Linked DNA regions of Ovis aries: region 2 is linked to region 1. A link is a contact called in public Hi-C data. All regions are on one chromosome and are shown on one strand. The core of a region is the stretch at or near the end of the contact, and the rest is flanking DNA. Distances in the headings are between cores, read along the strand shown. Region 1 overlaps KCNJ15 (potassium inwardly rectifying channel subfamily J member 15). Region 2 has its middle 76 kb from the start of KCNJ15.

The links. A called contact is a pair of places that touch in the nucleus more often than the background predicts.
Region 2: a contact with region 1 is called in a Hi-C map of skin fibroblasts, with 1.9 times the contacts expected there. The contact joins two enhancer-like sites. A contact is called at or near these places in 3 of 16 Hi-C or Micro-C datasets (retroperitoneal adipose tissue, skin fibroblasts and tail adipose tissue).

What each region holds. Positions count from the first base shown.
Region 1 is chr1:271,184,627-271,189,278 of ARS-UI_Ramb_v3.0, forward strand. All of the region lies in intron 3 of KCNJ15 (potassium inwardly rectifying channel subfamily J member 15), which reads left to right. Among named protein-coding and RNA genes, the nearest start is that of KCNJ15, 27 kb to the left of the region's middle. Within about 2 kb of position 3,310, at least 12 of the 54 cell types and tissues checked have an H3K27ac peak or open chromatin away from gene starts, as enhancers often do.
Region 2 is chr1:271,233,083-271,237,593 of ARS-UI_Ramb_v3.0, forward strand. No RefSeq gene overlaps it. Among named protein-coding and RNA genes, the nearest start is that of KCNJ15, 76 kb to the left of the region's middle. Within about 2 kb of position 2,364, at least 3 of the 54 cell types and tissues checked have an H3K27ac peak or open chromatin away from gene starts, as enhancers often do.

The sequences.
Region 1 (4,652 bases), core at 2,060-4,559:
CATGGTGGTCAATGTCTACATCTTGTACAGTGATCTCCGAAACTCCATTGCCAGCCCCCAATTTCTAGGGATGAACTCCTCAAAGCAAACCTGCTCAGAGCCAACCTCATCATGTTGCCCTCTGCTTCTCAGGCAGGGCCACCTCTTCATCCAGGGGCCAAACTCAAGTCATCTCAGCTCTTAGACCCCACCCCTACTTCACATCTAATAGGGATGTGAGGCTTACCTGTTGGCGAACATAGGTGGTGATACCCCCAGATTTGTGCATTGCTTAATGAATTCAACAGCCTCCTAAATAATCTCTTTATAGCTATTCTCTCCTTCTCAATCTATTTAGCTAGATGCACCCAGCTTCTTTTTGCCTGTTGAAAGGTCAAATTTTTCAGTTTGATCTCCATGGCCTTTTAAAATCTATTGTCCATATAGCTTCCAATCATCTGGCTGCATACTAGGAGCAAATGAGGAGCTTGGAAGTAGTACCAAAATTCTGGCTCCTACTCATGTCTCCCCACCACCCCACCTCCCTGAAATAGTCTGATTCAACTGACCTATGGTGGAGCCAAAGTATTTCACTGCATTTTACAATTTCCCAGGTGTTTCTTACATGCAGTGATAGTTGATAGTCAGGATATACCTTCTGATACAATCTAGTGAGGACAATTAAGAAAGTATACTTTACTACCACCCCGTATTTTGCCTGAGAAATTCCTGAAGGCAATTCTCTTTGCTCTATTCTTTTTCCTACAGAAAATGCATAAAGACTTCTGTGATTCTTCTCATTGGAGTCCATCTTTTTTCTGGAAATCTTCAGTAAGTTTCCTGGAAGATTCGGTGTCATATAAGATAAATGGAGTGTTAGAATAAGACAAGGTCTCTGTCTTTTCACTGCGTCCCATCTTCTGGGATGAAAGACACAAGAAACTCATAAAACAGCAAGTATCATAAGTTTCACGACTGAAGTATGGAGGTGTGCATGAGACAGTGTTTAGGCATAAAAGGCTCTAACAGTTTATGCGCAGTAAATGACAACATAGGCATACATTGCTATTGTTGCTCAGTCGTGAAGCTGCATCTCTGTGGCTCCATGGACTGCAGCCTGCCAAGCTGCCCTGTCCTGCACTGTCTCTTGGAGTTGGCTCAAATTCATGTCCATTGTGTTGGTGTCATGCTCTAACCATCTCATCCTCTGCGGCCCCCTTCTCCTTTTGCCTTCAGTCTTTCCCAGCATCAAAGTCTTTTCCAATGAGTCTACTCTTTGCATCAGGTGGCCAAGTTACTGGAGCTTCAGCATCAGTGCTTCCAATGAATATCCAATGAATATTCCAATGAATATTCCAATGAATATCTTGAAAGTCCCTTGACTTTTTTCTTAAAATAGTGTAAATGTCTGCTGAACCAATGAATGAGTGAACAAGTGAACAAATAATATGTTAGTGATTAGGAGTCATTGGGAAATACTTGCAGCTTCAAGAAAAACAGTGCCATAGTTTACTGCCTGCCCAGGGTGGAGGGTGTCCCACAGGAGTTCAAAGGCTCACATCATCATTTTCAGTCCTAAGCCATGTGTGGGTTTAGCAACTTCCCTCAACCATTCATTCCATATCTATTTTAAATGGTAATAAGAATTGTATATTAGAAACTAGGTCCATTCTCTTATGACTAGAAGGTGGTAATGGTCTATCCTAAACAATACTTAACCTCTTTGAATTTAATAAGCAAATCCTAGAGATCAAATGTGCTGATTTGATGGCTAATGGGAAGAACTCGGGTGGAGGTGGGTGGAAGAAACACCTGCCCAGCCTATAGGTCCGTGAGAATTCCTCCTTCCCTTTTGACCTTGCTGTGGTCTTTAAGTCCTTGGGTCTCTTCAAGGTGTTGTTGAGAAAGCTGCTAAAAATGGATACCAAATGAAGGGCTTTCCTGGCTGACCAGTGTTTAAGACTCTGTGCTTCCAATGCAAAGGCTGTGGGTTCAATCCCTGGTCAGAGAACTAAGATCCCACATGTCATGCAGTGTAACAATAAAAAGTGTCCAAATCAAAAGAAATAGCCACCAAATGAATGAAATCAAATCAGTCAATTCAGTTTCTCAGTTGTGTCTGATTCTTTGCGACCCCATGGACTGCAGCAAGCCAGGCCTCCCTGTCCATCACCAACTCCTGAAGCTTGCTCAAAATCATGTCCATCAAGCTGGTGATGCCATTCAGCCATCCCATCCTCTGCTGTCCCTTCCTCCTCCTGCCTTCAAACTTTCCCAACATCAGGGTCTTTTCCAATGAGTCAGTTCTTCACATCAGGTGGCCAAAGAATTGGAGCTTCAGCACCAGTTCTTCCAATGAATATTTAGGACTGATTTCCTTTAGGATGGACTGGTTGGATCTCCTTGCAGTCCAAGGGACTCTCAAGAGCCTTCTCCAGCACCACAATTCAAAAGCATCACTTCTTCGGCACTCAGCCTTCTTTACAGTCCAACTCTCACAGTCATACATGACTATGGGAAAAACTCAAAATGAAGACGAATAGGACCCTGCAATAATTTTCAGGCTAATTGGGGGTGGGGTGGGGCACAGAATTAAGCAAGTGAGGAACCAATGCACATGTGAAAGTCATTGTGCTCCAGTGGAAACCTCTAATCCTTCAAGTAATCAATCATACTCTAAGAAGTAAACCATCCTTGGGAAGAAATCCGCATCTGAACATCCACGTGCTCTGAGGACACTAGTGAACTGTAGCATCAAGAGTCATCAACTGAGCGAGCTGAAAGGGTTAGCCCAGCTTCCGGGAGCATCTGACTCAGATAAAAGGAAGTGTTTCTTAATCCAGAGGATTTCAACACTGTGGAAACTCATTTCCCACAGAGTTACAACAATGTGCAAATATAAATCACTTCAAAGAAGCCGTTTAAAAACTTCGCCTGGCATGATACATGCGATGAAACTGCTCACATGTTCTGGGCCCTGTCTTTGACATTTATTCATCATTTAATTTATGGATAGACTATTAATCCACTTATTTATTCATTGACTCATTTATAGAGTCATAAGTATGAGTTATCTTTTTTTTTTTTTTTTTTGGTTTGAGCATCTGCTATATGCCAGGGGCTGTGTTACTGAGGGTAAAATGATGACTGTGGTCCAATCCATGCCTGCATGTAGAAGGGGAGAAGAAACACGGAGAGGAAACCACGATACTGTGGTGAGTGTATTCATATGACACTTTACAGTGGTAAAGGACAAGCGGGATCTTAAATGAAGAAGCAGTAGGGGAGTTAGCCAGAGGGGGAACCCAAGGGACCATTGAGGGATCTGGCTCTAGGAAAGACTTTGCAGGCAGGAGGGACATTGGGAGCAAAAGCAGCTGTAAAACGGTGGGGCAGCATAGCACATGGGGAGAAGGGAAAGTCACTCATCATTGTCCAAGCCTGGACCACAGAGGGAACATCCAGAAAAGTGACCAACATGTAGCTGGAAGATTTGGACACTGGGGAAACAGATTATAGACTTTAACATGTGAGACCCGAAGACCCGCCTGAGAACTGGCACGGGGCCCTGACTTGGACACATGCTACTTGTTGCAAGGCTATGGTTGTGGTTAGGGAGAGGCTGGCTCTGAATGGGAGGCAGCGTGGAGAGGTGTCAGGAGGAGCCAGCGGGCTGCTGAGAAGAGGGAAGCTGTGAAAGGGCAGGGGAGCAGGAGGGGGAAAGAGGGATCACTCAGGAGATAAAAGGGCACAACGTGCAGCCGTGGAGGAGGGGGGCGGGGAGGCAGACGCCCGCATCCGGGGCTGGGGTCTGAGGATATGCTCACAGAAGTAAACAACACAGGGTGAGGAGCACTTCCCGGTGAGGTTGCCGGTAGGGTGGCGCAATGCAGCTTAGGGAGCACTGCCTCTGTAGGCACAGCACCATCCGTGTCTTCCAAGGGTAAACATTGGACTGCACAATAAGGGACTGAGGCAAAGTCATTTTCCCTCCACTTAGCTCATCAATTCAACTGACAGATAGGTCTCTCTCTCTTTTTTTTTTTTTTTTTTGAGACCCCAAGCTGCTTTTCCAGAACTGGAAGATTCCAAGCTCCCTTTGTTTCTGTCCATACATTCACTCATTCATACATTTGCAAACACTAAGCCCCTGCCAGAACCTAGGCACCGGCATAAATCAGGTAACATACGATAGCTCACTTTCCAGTGAGAGGCAGTGGGCTGTGATGGATAGCCAGCTGGCTTTTGAGGCACAGACCAGGATCTGGATGTTGTCGCCCATACTAACTAGTTGTGTGACCTTAGGCAAATTCTCTAACTTACTAGAGGCTCCATTTGCTTATTTTGACCAGTGTTCTACCAGAGTTGCTCAGAAGTTTAAGTAAATGAACTGCTGACACCTATGTTCTCCACTGCTGGTAGCTATTAGTTTGATAATTATTATTGCAACTAGACGAATGCATGGGTCCATCCATGCTCAGTCGCTTCAGTCGTGTCCAACTCTTGTGACCCCATGGACTGTAGCCCACCAGGCTTCTCCGTCCCTGGGATTCTCCAGGCAAGAATACTGGAGTGGGTTGCCATGCCCTTCTCCAGGGGATCTTCCCAACCCAGGGACTGAACCCGAGTCTCTTACATCTCCCGCACGGCAGGCAGGTTCTTTAGTACTAGCG
Region 2 (4,511 bases), core at 1,114-3,613, 48 kb after region 1:
TCAATAAGCTAAAAATAAATCAATCAGGATCATCTAAACACACACTTATTATTTCCTAATATAACATAATAAAATTGGATTAAATAATTGATATAAGTGGTAATTACCAAGGAGCTAGTTAAAATATCTGAGGTTGTTGATGTTGAAGGGTCTGATTCATTAAATTTGGGCTACCCCTTGAGATTCTGTGTTTGTACAAGCTTCCAGTGACACCCAAGAGATGGTCTAAGTTCCACATTTAAAGGAGCCTTAGACTAAACTATTCAATCTAGATAAGATGCAGCCAAAGAGCATTTTCTAAATTCTCTCTCCATGTGTGATTAGCATCACTGGTCTCATTCTTATAGAGCTGTGTCATGTCCCGTAACTTCCTTTACAGCACCAGCCACGAGACGTCTAAGGATGATAACCATCACATCTGGTATTTATTACACACACATGAGTGTTGGGCATTGTTCTCACAGCTGCGTATGAATTTATTCATTTAATCCTCAAGGCAAAGGCAGGTAGTACTATTTATCCCTACTATTTTAGCAAACACAGAAAACCAAAGCACAGAAAATTTAAAGGACTTGCCCGAGGTCATGACTGAAATCAAGAAGAGGCAGATTCAATCCCAAGCGTCACATACTTAACCATTGTGCTCCTTGGCTTCTCCTCAGAGCAATCGTCATGCTCCAAATGCGGCGGGTTCTGGCCCCAAATTCAGAACCACTAATCTGTGTCCAAGAATCTTCCAACTTTGCTGTTCTTTATGGCAGACTTGACTGTTTTAACATTCAATATGTATTCAGCACTTGCCCTGGATCAGGCCTTGTCCACAAGATGGGCCAGCTATTTGTATGTTTTCCTGATTATACACTGTGCTGTGTGCCTAGTCACTCAGTCGTGTCTGACTCTTTGTGACCCCACGGACTGTAGCCGACCAGGCTCCTCTGTCCATGGGGATTCTCCAGGCAAGAATTCCGGAGTGGGTTGCCATGCCTTCCTCCAGGGGATCTTCCCAAACCAGGGATCGAAACCAGGTCTCCCGCATTGCAGGCAGATTCTTTACCGTCTGAGCCACCTGTCCCACCATCCAAGCAGTGTCTGTTTGCCAAGAATGCAGACTGGTGCTCCCTACACCCTCCTCTGTTCAAGGTGTCCTGTTCCAGGAGAACCAGCCCCACACTTTGCCCCAGTGTCTCCTCAAATCAGAGAGCCCCTACCATGAGCAATGCATGCCATGAGCCTCTGGGGACTTGGGCTGCCATTTCAATCTCTGGCTCCCAAAGGAAGGGAGTATTGTTCAGATATCCCTGCAACTTGCAGAAATTCACTGAGACTCTTAAATGTAGGGCAGAGGTGACTGGCATTTCATCCCATTGGCCCATCAAACATTCCCATCAGTCAGTCTGTGGGGAGACAGCTGGTACCCTGGGTTCATCATCCATCCTCCAATAGGACACTGACTGGTAGGGTAAAGTTTAAATCTTCCTGTTTTCCAATGACCTCAGCATCCCCATGAACAGGCTGTGAGCATCCCATTCAGGTGACCAAGTATGGTCAGGAAGTTAAATTTTATAATGAAATTTGCAGCAACGTGGATGGAGCTAGAGATTATCATATTAAGTAAAATAAGTCAGACAAAAAAGACAAATATCATATCATTTCTATGAGGAACTAAAAAAAAAATGATACAAGTGAACTTAGAAAACAGAAATAGGTGCATAGACATATAAAATAAATCTCTAGTTACCAAAGGGGAAAGGGAAGGGGTGAAATAGGAGTTTGGGATTAACAGATACATATATAAAATTGATAAACAAGAACCTACAGAGCATGTATGTAGGTGTACATATGTGCTATGCTAAGTCGCTTCAGTCATGTCTGAGTCTTTGCAACCCCATGGACTGTAGCCTGCCAGACTCCTCTGTCCTTAGGATTCTCCAAGAAAGAATATTGAAGTGGGTTCCCATGCCTTCCTCCAGGGGGTCTTCCCAACCCAGGATCGAACCCACATCTCTTATGTCTCTTGCTTTGGCAGGCAGGTTCTTTACAACTAGCACCACATGGGAAGCCCTGTGTGTGTGTGTGTGTGTGTGTGTGTCTGAATCACTTTGCTGTACACTTGAAACTAACATAATATTGTGAGTGAACTGTAATTCGATTAAAAGAAAGATATCCAAGGATCTCTGAGTAGTGCATTAACAGTGTCCAGCACAGTATCCAAGCCTTCCAGGGTGGCTAGAAGGAGGTACTTCCTGAAGGGAAGGGTTGTAGATGACAAGAATGGATTAACAAAGAAAACAGAGCTAAACGGGAGTAATCAGGGCTCTCGACGCAGGCCTGCCCCGAGGCGGGGACCAGACCATTGACCTTTCTGGGCCCACACATGTCTGCAAGCCTACCTCAAGCAGTGTCGAGTTGGTTAGGACTCTGTGGGTTTCATGTTGAAGATCAACCGCCCGCGAAGCTGATGGCCGTTGGCCAAGCCCACTTCCCAGCTGAGGACAACACGGCTAAAAGCAGCCTGGGCAGCTTCCTGGGCAGCCCATTGCTCTTACCGAATCACATTTTGATGAGCTGAGTGTAAATGAATGAGAAACACATGGATTTAATTTCCCTTGAAATTAGGGATGGGTGAGTCCAGCCACAGTTTGGAATTGCTGAAAATCTCCAACTCTTTTTTTTTTTTTCTTTTTTTCCCCAAGTGCTTTTGGTTCAGAAAATCCAAAACCAGGGTTCTGCAAAGCACATGTCCCCTCATTTGTATGAGGCTTCACGTTCTTTAAAGGGAATTTGATCTGCTTATTTCAACTTCTTTACACCTCACTTATCAAGATGTTTAATGCAATTTCCTGGAAGGGTAACTTTTTTCAATCTTTTTCATTTAGGGAAAGAAAACAATGGAGAAGGTTGAAAATTGTATATGCCAGAAAATGTGGGGTTTAGGGCCCAGAATTACATACATATGAGGGATGCAGTCAAAATTGTGCTAAAGGAATGCATTTGAAAATCTCTTGAAAAGTGAGGGAAAGATGGGTCCTTTCAATAAGGATAGGCTTAGGGGAAATCTGGAAAATACAACATCGTTTTAAATACATGGTCCAGATTTTCTCATCTCTCTCAGGCAGAGGAACTCTAGTAGCCACTGGAACATGGGGGAGAATTCTAGCACCCTAGCATCATCTGCCAGCATGAATCTCCATATCTCCATGTATCTCTACTTTTTATAAGATGTATGATGAGGGAGCTGCTGTGGAATGTTTCATAATCAGAGAGAGTAAAAGAAATGTGTTGCAGGAGGTGGGCGTGTATGGGGCAGGGGAACCCTCGGGGCCATCTTTGTTTCAGAGATGTGGCTCAGAGCACAGATTCATTCGTAAGCTCTAAAGAACCCTTTTCACTTAAAGGTCATCCTGAGGTTTCAAGAGACAAAGTAAGACACAAACAGGAAAGCAGCAGTTGTCCCCAACCCTGGGACAGTCTGTTTGCATTGTTCAGGAAGCACAAAACTCATCAACCCTAATGGCCCCACTTCTGTGCAGAGAGGGATGGGGAGTTAATGGAGCAGTGGACGTTGCCCAGCAGGAGAAAAGAAGGAAATGGTGGACTCTTTGGGAATCTGATCAAGTTTGCCTCAGGTGCCTAGGAGATATACCCTAGGAATTCCCAGGAAAACAGTTTGTAGTGGGAAGTTTATGCAGGAAGCAATAACAGAATAGGGTTTATTATGATTAATATATTCTCCATTTTAATCCCCAGGCTGGTGTACAAAGAGAAAACATAGGTTACACATCTCTTTAGAACTACTGATTCAACTGTTAATTTTGATAAAAATTTCTGGCTTTGAAAGTAGAAGACTAAAGTAGGGCCATTGTAGGAACAGTAACAATAGCAATGATCAATATTCCTTGGACACATGACATTGCCCAGTCTCCTTTATAGTTAGGCTGAGGACGTGTGATTGGTTCTGGCCAACAGAGTTCAAAGAAGAACTAAACCTCTATTCTGTTAAGCAGCTGGGATTTGTGGGTGGAGGGAAGCTTGTTTATTACACTTGCTAGTGATAACCAGCCCAATTAACAAACACTGTGAACCTTGAGTTGCTGATTTAAAACACATGATTGTGATGCTCTGATAGTAATAAAACTGGTGATTTTAGGCTAGACTCTTAGAAGTTTCTGAGACTGTAATGGTAACCTTGTATTGGTTATCTTAAAGACACAAAGTGAAGTTGCTCAGTCGTGTCCAACTCTTTGCGACCCCATGGACTGTAGCCTACCAGGCTCCCCTGTCCATGGGATTTTCCAGGCAAGAATACTGGGGTGGGTTGCCATTTCCTTCTCCAGGAGATCTTCCCGACCCAGGGATTGAATCCTGGTCTCCCTCATTGTAGGCAGATGCTTTACCATCTCAGCCACCAGGGAAGTTTCCCTTGGTTATCTTATTATTGCATAAAAAATGATCTTGAAAAGTGCTGGTTTATAGCAACTAGCATTTCTTATGGAGAAGGAAATGGCAACCCA